2 separate regions of the Rattus norvegicus genome follow, and region 2 is linked to region 1. The links are chromatin contacts, called in public Hi-C maps. All regions are on one chromosome and are shown on one strand. Each heading gives the region's core, a stretch centred on a gene start, on an enhancer-like site or on the middle of the called end of the contact. The rest is flanking DNA. Distances are from core to core; before and after follow the strand shown. Region 1 has its middle 19 kb from the start of Cfdp1l1. Region 2 holds the start of Odc1 (ornithine decarboxylase 1).

Region 1 (4,064 bases), core at 1,218-3,717:
TTTAACAATCTGTATTTATCCTCACAGCCTTGAAAACCACCCACAAATCTAGCTGGGTGAAGGTTCATTTGGTGCATGTTAGCATACAAATATGTGGGTTCAGGATAAGCACATCCTTTGTCAGCCTGAAGCAGGGCTCTTAGACAACAGACTGTTCCCCCTCAGATGTTCATTCGCCATGCTGATTTTGGTTTGGGGGTACAGAGCAGAAGACTTCAGTCACAGAACTGACATTTAACTCAATACAGTGTCCTGTTTTCCTCCACGAGAGACAGCTACTTCCCAGGGCCAGATTCCTGCCTGCTGGTACACACCCCAGGACAAGTCTACCTATGGGGAGAGACTCACAGGCCCTCTGTCTTAGTAGCTTTGAGCCTAAAGTACCTTACCTAGTACCTCTTCTGCACTTCCTTGTGGAAACAGGACAAGGGCAGCTTACTGTGCCTGGAGGCAGCCAGCCAGAGGTCAGGTTGGAAGAAGGAACAGGCCACTCATGGTGACCCTTGCCCGGGAACCGACCTGACTAGGGTTACCAGGGGAATTCTGTAAGTAACTCTCTTGGGTGATGCCAGGACTGCCTGGGTTGGACAACCCAAGGACCTGCTGGCTTTAGTGGGCATGCTGTCACTTTTGGGAATACTGATGTATCCACTATGGAAGCTGCAAAGAAGCAGGTTCCAGGTCCGGCACTGAAAGTGTGCCTGTCTCCAAAGGAAGTCAAAGCAGGAACTTAAACAAAGCAGGAACCTAAAGGCAGGAGCAGATGCAGAGACCATGGAGGTGGGGGGTGGGGAATGCTGTTTACTGGCTTGCTCAGCCTGCATTCTTATAGAATCCAAGATCACCAGCCAGGGGATAGCACCATCTACCATGGGCTGCCTCCCCCTAACCCCCACAATCAATCACTAATTAAGACAATGCTTCACAGATTGCAAGGAAGCTCTCAATGGCTCCTTCCTTTCAGACGACTCTAGCTTATGTCCAATTAACATACAACTGTCAGGACAGGTCTGTCCAGACTGCACTACAGACATCGCTTGCTATGGACGTAGAAGAGTTGGGTGGACTTGACTCTGATGTTGCCCCTTCTGTTCCCAGGTTAGTCTTCCAGCTACCCCATTAACTGAAAACCCTTTCTTTTCCCTGTGAGGCAGGAAGAGAGAATTAGCAAGACATGGCTATGAGGCATTAAAAATGTTAACTCCAGGACATTCAAACGACCTGTCACTCAGACTACCCTAGACCACTACCATGATTAGATGCCCTCCTCCAGCAAACAGTGAAAAGCTATCACCTACAGAAGCCAAAGAAGAGTCCACCCTTCAGACTCTGGACCCCAGACTGGGGCTCTTGAGTGCACTCCCATTCTGTGAACCGTATTCTCTGGTTCTATGCTCACCTCTAATAAATCTGTATTTTTTTTTTTATTCTACTCTGCTCTTGTTGGACTATTTGCCTGAAATACAGAGAACCCGGACCTTGATTGTGGGGCACCCCGGAAACTCCCTCTAGTAACACTGGGAGCAGGAAGTGGCTAAGAAGACTTCCAGTCCACTACTCACAAATCTGACTTCCTGTTGCAGCTATAAATGCACGCGTAGGTAGAAATTAAATACCAGAACAGGGGACAGTGTCCAGAGTATGTAAATAATTTCCCTAAGGCAGCAACAATAATAACAATATGGACCCCTGGGCAGTGGTGGCACACACCTTTAATCTCAGCACTGGACAGACAGAGAGGCAGGAGGATCTCTGAATTGTAGGCCAGCCTGGTCTATATAGCGAGTTCCAGGGCAGCCAGGGCTACACAGAGGAACCCTGTCTTGAAAAACAAAACAAACACACAAATAAACAAATAAAAAAATAGGACCCAACTGAAAAACAGACAAGGTCTTGGATAGTGGCTTCTGATGGTCCCTACACACCCAGAAAGATGCCAAGTGGCGACAGGAAAATGCAAATCAAAGACACAGGAGGGGCCTATGGGGTGGCTCAGTGGGTGAAGGTGCTTGCTGTCAAGCCTGTCTTGAGTTCGATCCCCAGGACCCATAAGGTGAAAAAGGAGAATCAACTCCTTAGAGGTGTCTTCTGACCTACATATGGGCACACAGACATGCACACTAACTAAATCTTTGTTTACAACGATGTGGGGGAGCATTGTAACTCCTTACATAGTTGAACAGTATTCACAGCTGCACACTGCATGCTAAACAGGAGGGAGCAAGCCAGTGTCCCTGGTAACAAAGGAACAGAGAGGCAGCATGTGGTGTGCGCCCATTCAACAGGGTTATTACGCAGCCACAGGAAGGAGTGGCATGCCAACATGCTACCACAGAGATCAACCTTGAACACCACATAGTTAGCGAAATGAGCTAGACACAAAAGGTCAAGACTGGACGGTCCCACGAGATGAGGCAACTTCACGGTCAGCAGCTAGAGCAAAGGTCACCAGCAGCTGGGCAGGCTAGCGGTCACGGGGCACAGGGTGTCACCAGGTAACAAAGCTTTGGAAGTGGACAGTGGAGATGCCACCCCACAGTGTGCACAAACTTAGTGCCACTGAATTTCATGCTTAATGAGTTGCTCACGTCGGGCTGGGGACATGGCTTTGCAGTTAAAGGAGCTTGTGTTGCAGGAGGACCCACGTTCAGTCCTTATCACCCACATGGGGGCAGCTCACAACTTCAAGTAATTCCAGTATCCTCTTCTAGTCCCTGAAGGCACAGGCACACATAGACTACCTACACACAGTCACACACAGTCACACACAGTCACACACAGTCACACACAGTCACACACAGTCACACACACACACACACACACATTTTTAAAAAAATATTTATTTTCATATCATGTGCACTGGGGTTCTACCTACACATATGTCTTTACATCTGCATGACAGTGTCGGATCCTCTGGAACTGGAGTTACAGACGGTTGTGAGCTGCCATGTGGGTGCTGGGAATAGAACCCAGGTCCTCTGGAAGAACAGCCAGTGCTCTAAGTGCTGAGTCATCTCTCCAGCCCCATACCCCCCACCCCCAAAATTTTAAAAATTATTTTAAAAAAATGTTTAAAAGGCCATTTGGGACACACCCCCAAATGGTGGCTCATTTGTCAATTTGACAGGATCTAGAATCTAGGAGACAAACTTCTGGGCATGCCTGAGAGAGAGTTTCTAGGTGCAATTGTTGAGGTGGGAAGACCCACCCTCACCGTGGGCAGCACCATTCCCTGGACTTGGGGTCCTGGACTGAATCAAAGGGACAGAGAGCTGAGTGCCAGCATTCACCTCTCTGCTTGACTGCAAATGCAATGAGGTCCGGTGCCTCCGCAGTGCCCCTGCTGCCGTGCATGTGCCTTCCCCGCCATGACGACTGTACTCCCGAACCGTGATCCAAAATAAACCCTTCCTTTCTCTAGTCGCTTCTGTTATTTTTGTCACAATTCACAGTGCGAAGCTGTAGCGCAGGGCCCGGGTGCGGAATGAAAGGGTACGGCAGTGGAACAGAAGGCTGGCTATGCTGCCTCTCTCTGGGCCTGCAGATGTGGCTCCTTCAGGCACTGGCCTACTGCATGGAAACCACTTAAAGCGTTGGGAGGGAAATTGAAGTTGAGTCATCACTGCAGGATGTACAAAGGCGGTAACGGCAGGACCCCCAAACTTGGCATCCTCAGAGGAAATGACCTTGTTTTGCAGCCTCTCCTGTCACCTAGCCTGCTCATCAGGGACAACTGTGTTTCATCTTAAGACATTTCCAAATGGAGCGTGCTGGCGAACACTTCCGCAAACACATCCGGGAGAAGCGGGCCATGCTCCAGCTCTGGGGCCCGGTTGCCTCCAGGGTTTATACAGGAAAAGGCTGAAGCTGGCAGGAAGCCTGGGGTCTCCTAGGTTGCTTTCTGGGCAAAAAGAAAGAAAGAAAAGAAAAGAAAAGAAAAGAAAAGAAAAGAAAAGAAAAGAAAGAAAGAAAGAAAGAAAGAAAGAAAGAAAGAAAGAAAGAGAGAGAAAAAAGAATGGCAGAATGGAGAAGGTCACCCAGTCCCAAAGGGTGCTCACTCCTCT
Region 2 (3,859 bases), core at 486-2,985, 94 kb before region 1:
CAGTAACATGCAGTCCTGAAAAGGTCTTTTTCTCCCACTTGCAGAGTTATGCTGAATGACTTAGTGAATACAGTATATCAGGTATCCAGAGCACTCAATGTTAGTGTGCAATCCACCAAAACTTCCCTAACTTTTATGCAGTACTAGCATTTAAAAAAATTCAATTCACAGTATATTGTTACTGTTATGAAACATCAGTATTCTAGAGCCTGGATTGCCTACCAAATGCGCACTTCTGGGAATCCAACAGTCCTCAAGTGCCTTCTAATATCCACTTATGGATAATAACCATATTGAAGGAATTTTTGGCCAACTTTTTTACTAACAAAAATAAGCAAGATCACCACGCTTAATAAAAGCTCCTGCCTGGGTCTTATGAAATGGACACCAGCAGCAAGTGGCCAGGTAAAACTTTTTTCCATTGTGTGACCCACTTCAGTGCCAGCAGCCTACATGCACCAAGGCTGGGCAATGGTTAGGAGCCAGTTTGCTCTAGCACGGGACACTATGAGAGGCCCACGGGGATGAGCCTGTCATAAATCCAAATCCATGCATGATAAAGCACACTTTAAGCTTTAAGGAGACTTTTGGCACTGGTCAACTTCGTTAGCTGCATAAACCTCTCTTAAGTGAAGACTACAGACCAGCGCCAGCCAACTCAGTTGTATATCACTTAGAACTGATGAATGGGCTTTGGCAGTAACTTTGTAATTTTAGGTCTTGTTAAGTATTTTCCAGGCAGCCTTCCGGCTTAAACCTGGAAAACTTTCATTGAAATACCACTTATTTTGCCTTTCCCTATCTTTGCCTCAATACAAAAAAAAAAAAAAAAAAAAAAGAAAAAGAAAAAAAAGATAAAAGAAAAAAAATGCTAACACTTTGGCATGGGAAGCAGCTAAATCCTGTTAAACAATTAGCACAAGAAGTTAAATCTGGATGAGATACAAGCCAATTAAAACAAAAATGAACTCCAGTCAAATTCTGCCCGATGTTAGGTTTGAATAAAACAAGCCACTGCATTCTTTTGTCCTCTCCCAGACATTCCTGACAGGATCTGCTCCCCAGTTCTACCAGTTATTGAGGATTCTGAGTCGGGCTTCCAAGACAGCCGGGAATCCGGTTTCCCGTAAACCCCTAAGTCATTCAAAGAGTTCAGTTCTAAATCCAAGTCACAGCCGGTGAGTATTCATTAGCAGGGACTCCCTGACTAAATTAGGTCTATCGACTTCCACTTCGAGTCCATCAGCTCTGCTCTGTACACGTAGCAAAACTAAAGAAAGCAGGAAACTGCAGGGCGGCTGCTAGCGGCCGGGCTCCCCTGCACCTGCCCTCCATCACCGCCCGGGCAAGTGGAGCGCCGAGCCCGGCTGACACGATGCGGGCTCCCATGGGGCGATCCGAGGGCTTGCAGCCAAGGGCCAGGAACAGCTGCTGCCTTCAGGGCGGAGGCTCGCAAGGTCACCAGCCTCCGGCCACGTGTCCCCTGCCGGCGACCGCAGTCCGGGCCTCGCGACACGTGGCCGCACAATCCTCCCGCGCCCCGCTTACCTCACAGCACAGGGAAGCGGCTGGCTGGACCCATGGAGAAGCCGCCACTAAACCCCAAGGCGCACCCGGCCGTCTTCCCGCCGCCGCCCCGTCAGCCGCCTCGTCGAGCCCGCCGCAGTCGCCGACCGGAGGTGGCGCCGAGCTGCTGACTGAAGGCGGCCGGCGGCGGCGGCTGCAGGGACTGACAAAGCCCGACGGTGCGACGCGCCGCTACTTATAGGCGGAGCACGTCGTCATGGAGACGCACCAGCTCAAACCAGCCCCGATCGGTTCCGGCCGGGAGGCGCGGGGGAGGGGCGGGGACTCCTTGGCGGCCAACCCGGTTCCCGACGCCGGAGGCGGGAGGCGCGGGCCCGGCGCGTCAGTGGGGCGGGGCGCCGCGCGTGCCCAGCCCCCCGCCCATCCGCCCGCGCTCCCCGCCCGGCCTCGTGCCGGACACTCCCTGCGGCAGGCCCGCGCACGCGCACCACACCACCAGTCCTGACTACCAGCTTGCCGCAGGGTCCTATGGGCAGCAGGCGGGATTCGGCCGGTGCATGCGCACAGGCGCTTGGTCGTCCGTCTTGCAACCGGTTCAATCACGCAGTCTCTCCCCGGGTCCTAACGGCTGAGCCCTGGCCTGGAAGACTAGCAAAACTCTTCCTCGGCTTTGCATTCAGCGCGTAGTATTTATTCCCTGGCGGGATCGCAGGTGCGAGCCGAGGATGGATGGGCCTTGAGTTGTGTGCGGGCCACGTAGACTAGACTTCGTGGTGTAGATTGACCCTGCTTCACCACCCTGTGTGCCTATGCCTGAAAACTTGCTGAGAGACAAGCCAGCAGAGGCTGGAGAGCCACTCCGTTTTACGTTGGTAGCTTCCAACTAGATTCTAGGCACCAGTTGCATGCTAAGATAATGCCTTTTATCTAAGCAAGAGTCGCATGTTAGGGAAGAGGTTGAGGGGTTTCAAGCCAACAGCTGTCCCTTATTCTGTTAAATCTTTCAGGGTAGCTACAACTAAGTCACTTTGAGAAGTCTGGACCGGAAAAGAGTCTGGGCAGTGAATTTGTATCCACCAAAGTTACATTGGTTTTTTTTTTTTTTTTTTGGTTCTTTTTTTTTTGGAGCTGGGGACCGAACCCAGGGCCTTGCGCTTCCTAGGTAAGCGCTCTACCACTGAGCTAAATCCCCAGCCCCCACCAAAGTTACATTGTTAAAGAATAAGTGGGACTGACTGGTTACTTACATATTCAGTATTGGGAAGACTTAGGAGTAACTCCAACTTGTTACTATGTACACGCTGTTAATGGTTTGTTAATTCTCAACTAAAACCCCTTTCCAAGCCCGGATGCCGGGATCCCAGAGGAGTACCAACAAAAACTATCTTGAAGAATCACAGCAAAGCAAATGAAAAAAGTAGCTTTCGAAGTAGCTTTTTCAAGCATGAGACCAGATGACCCAAGCCTTTAATCCCAGCACTCAGGAGGCAGAGGCAGGCTTTTTGTTTATTTGATTTTTTGTTTGTTTTTGAGACCTGGCTTCTGGGTGTAGCCCTGGCTGTACTGGAACTCCCTCTGTAAACCAGGCTGTCCTTGGACTCAGAGATCCACCTGCCTCTGTCTCGGGAGTGGTTGGATTAAAGGTATGTCCCTTCACCAGCTAGATCTCTGTAAATTTGAGACCAGCATAGTCTACAAAGAGTTCCAGACCAACCAAGGCAACATAGTGAGACCCTTCACAAAAACAAAGCCAAACAAACAAACAAACAAACCCTACTGGCTTTTCTTCAGAGGTCCCTAGAGGAAATCCACAATCTAGCTCCCCTCCTAAATTGCTGTGCAATTGTTTTGTGCAAGCCCCCTTCAGTCTTCATCTCATGTACCCAAGTCCTGGGAGGAAAACCCTGGTACCCACTTCAAGACCTGGGGCATAGTCCGTGAATATTTGTTGAATGAGTGAATGAAAGAACGAGTGATTCACTTCTCCCTGAATCATGGCTTCTGCAGAAAGAAGCAAGAGCCCCAAAAGCATCAAGCGAGTTGTCCATACAACAATGGGATGGGCGTTACACTCTTCTCTTGGGCACCCTGTTCTTTCTTATTTTTCTATAATCCTGGAGTAGTCACAAGGTGCCATGCAGAGCAGAAGAATGTGGGATTCCTTCCTAACAACTCCTTTCTTCCCCAAGGATGGGATTAGCTGTTGGGGCCGGATCAGAGAATGTACAGCCTCAAGCATTCAATTAGCATCTTTATCTCTGTGATGGGAGATAAACATAGTGCTTTAGTTTTGGAAACCTTAACTGGAAGGAGAACGCAGGTCTTGTTCAGG

What was found. Hi-C and Micro-C count contacts between places; a contact is called where the count stands out from the background.
Region 2: a Hi-C map of liver shows a contact between it and region 1, with 6 times the contacts expected there. The contact joins the promoter of Odc1 here to the enhancer-like site in region 1. A contact is called at or near these places in 3 of 12 Hi-C or Micro-C datasets (kidney and liver).

What each region holds. Positions count from the first base shown.
Region 1 is chr6:45,962,799-45,966,862 of GRCr8, reverse strand. No RefSeq gene overlaps it. Among named protein-coding and RNA genes, the nearest start is that of Cfdp1l1, 19 kb to the left of the region's middle. Within about 2 kb of position 2,467, at least 1 of the 93 cell types and tissues checked has an H3K27ac peak or open chromatin away from gene starts, as enhancers often do. A contact at or near this core is called in liver, where this site is marked.
Region 2 is chr6:46,056,541-46,060,399 of GRCr8, reverse strand. Odc1 (ornithine decarboxylase 1) reads right to left here and starts at 1,735. Exons shown (of 12, transcript NM_012615.3): 1 at 1,549-1,735. It overlaps Snora80l1 (small nucleolar RNA, H/ACA box 80 like 1), which reads right to left and starts at 553; the gene lies at 420-553.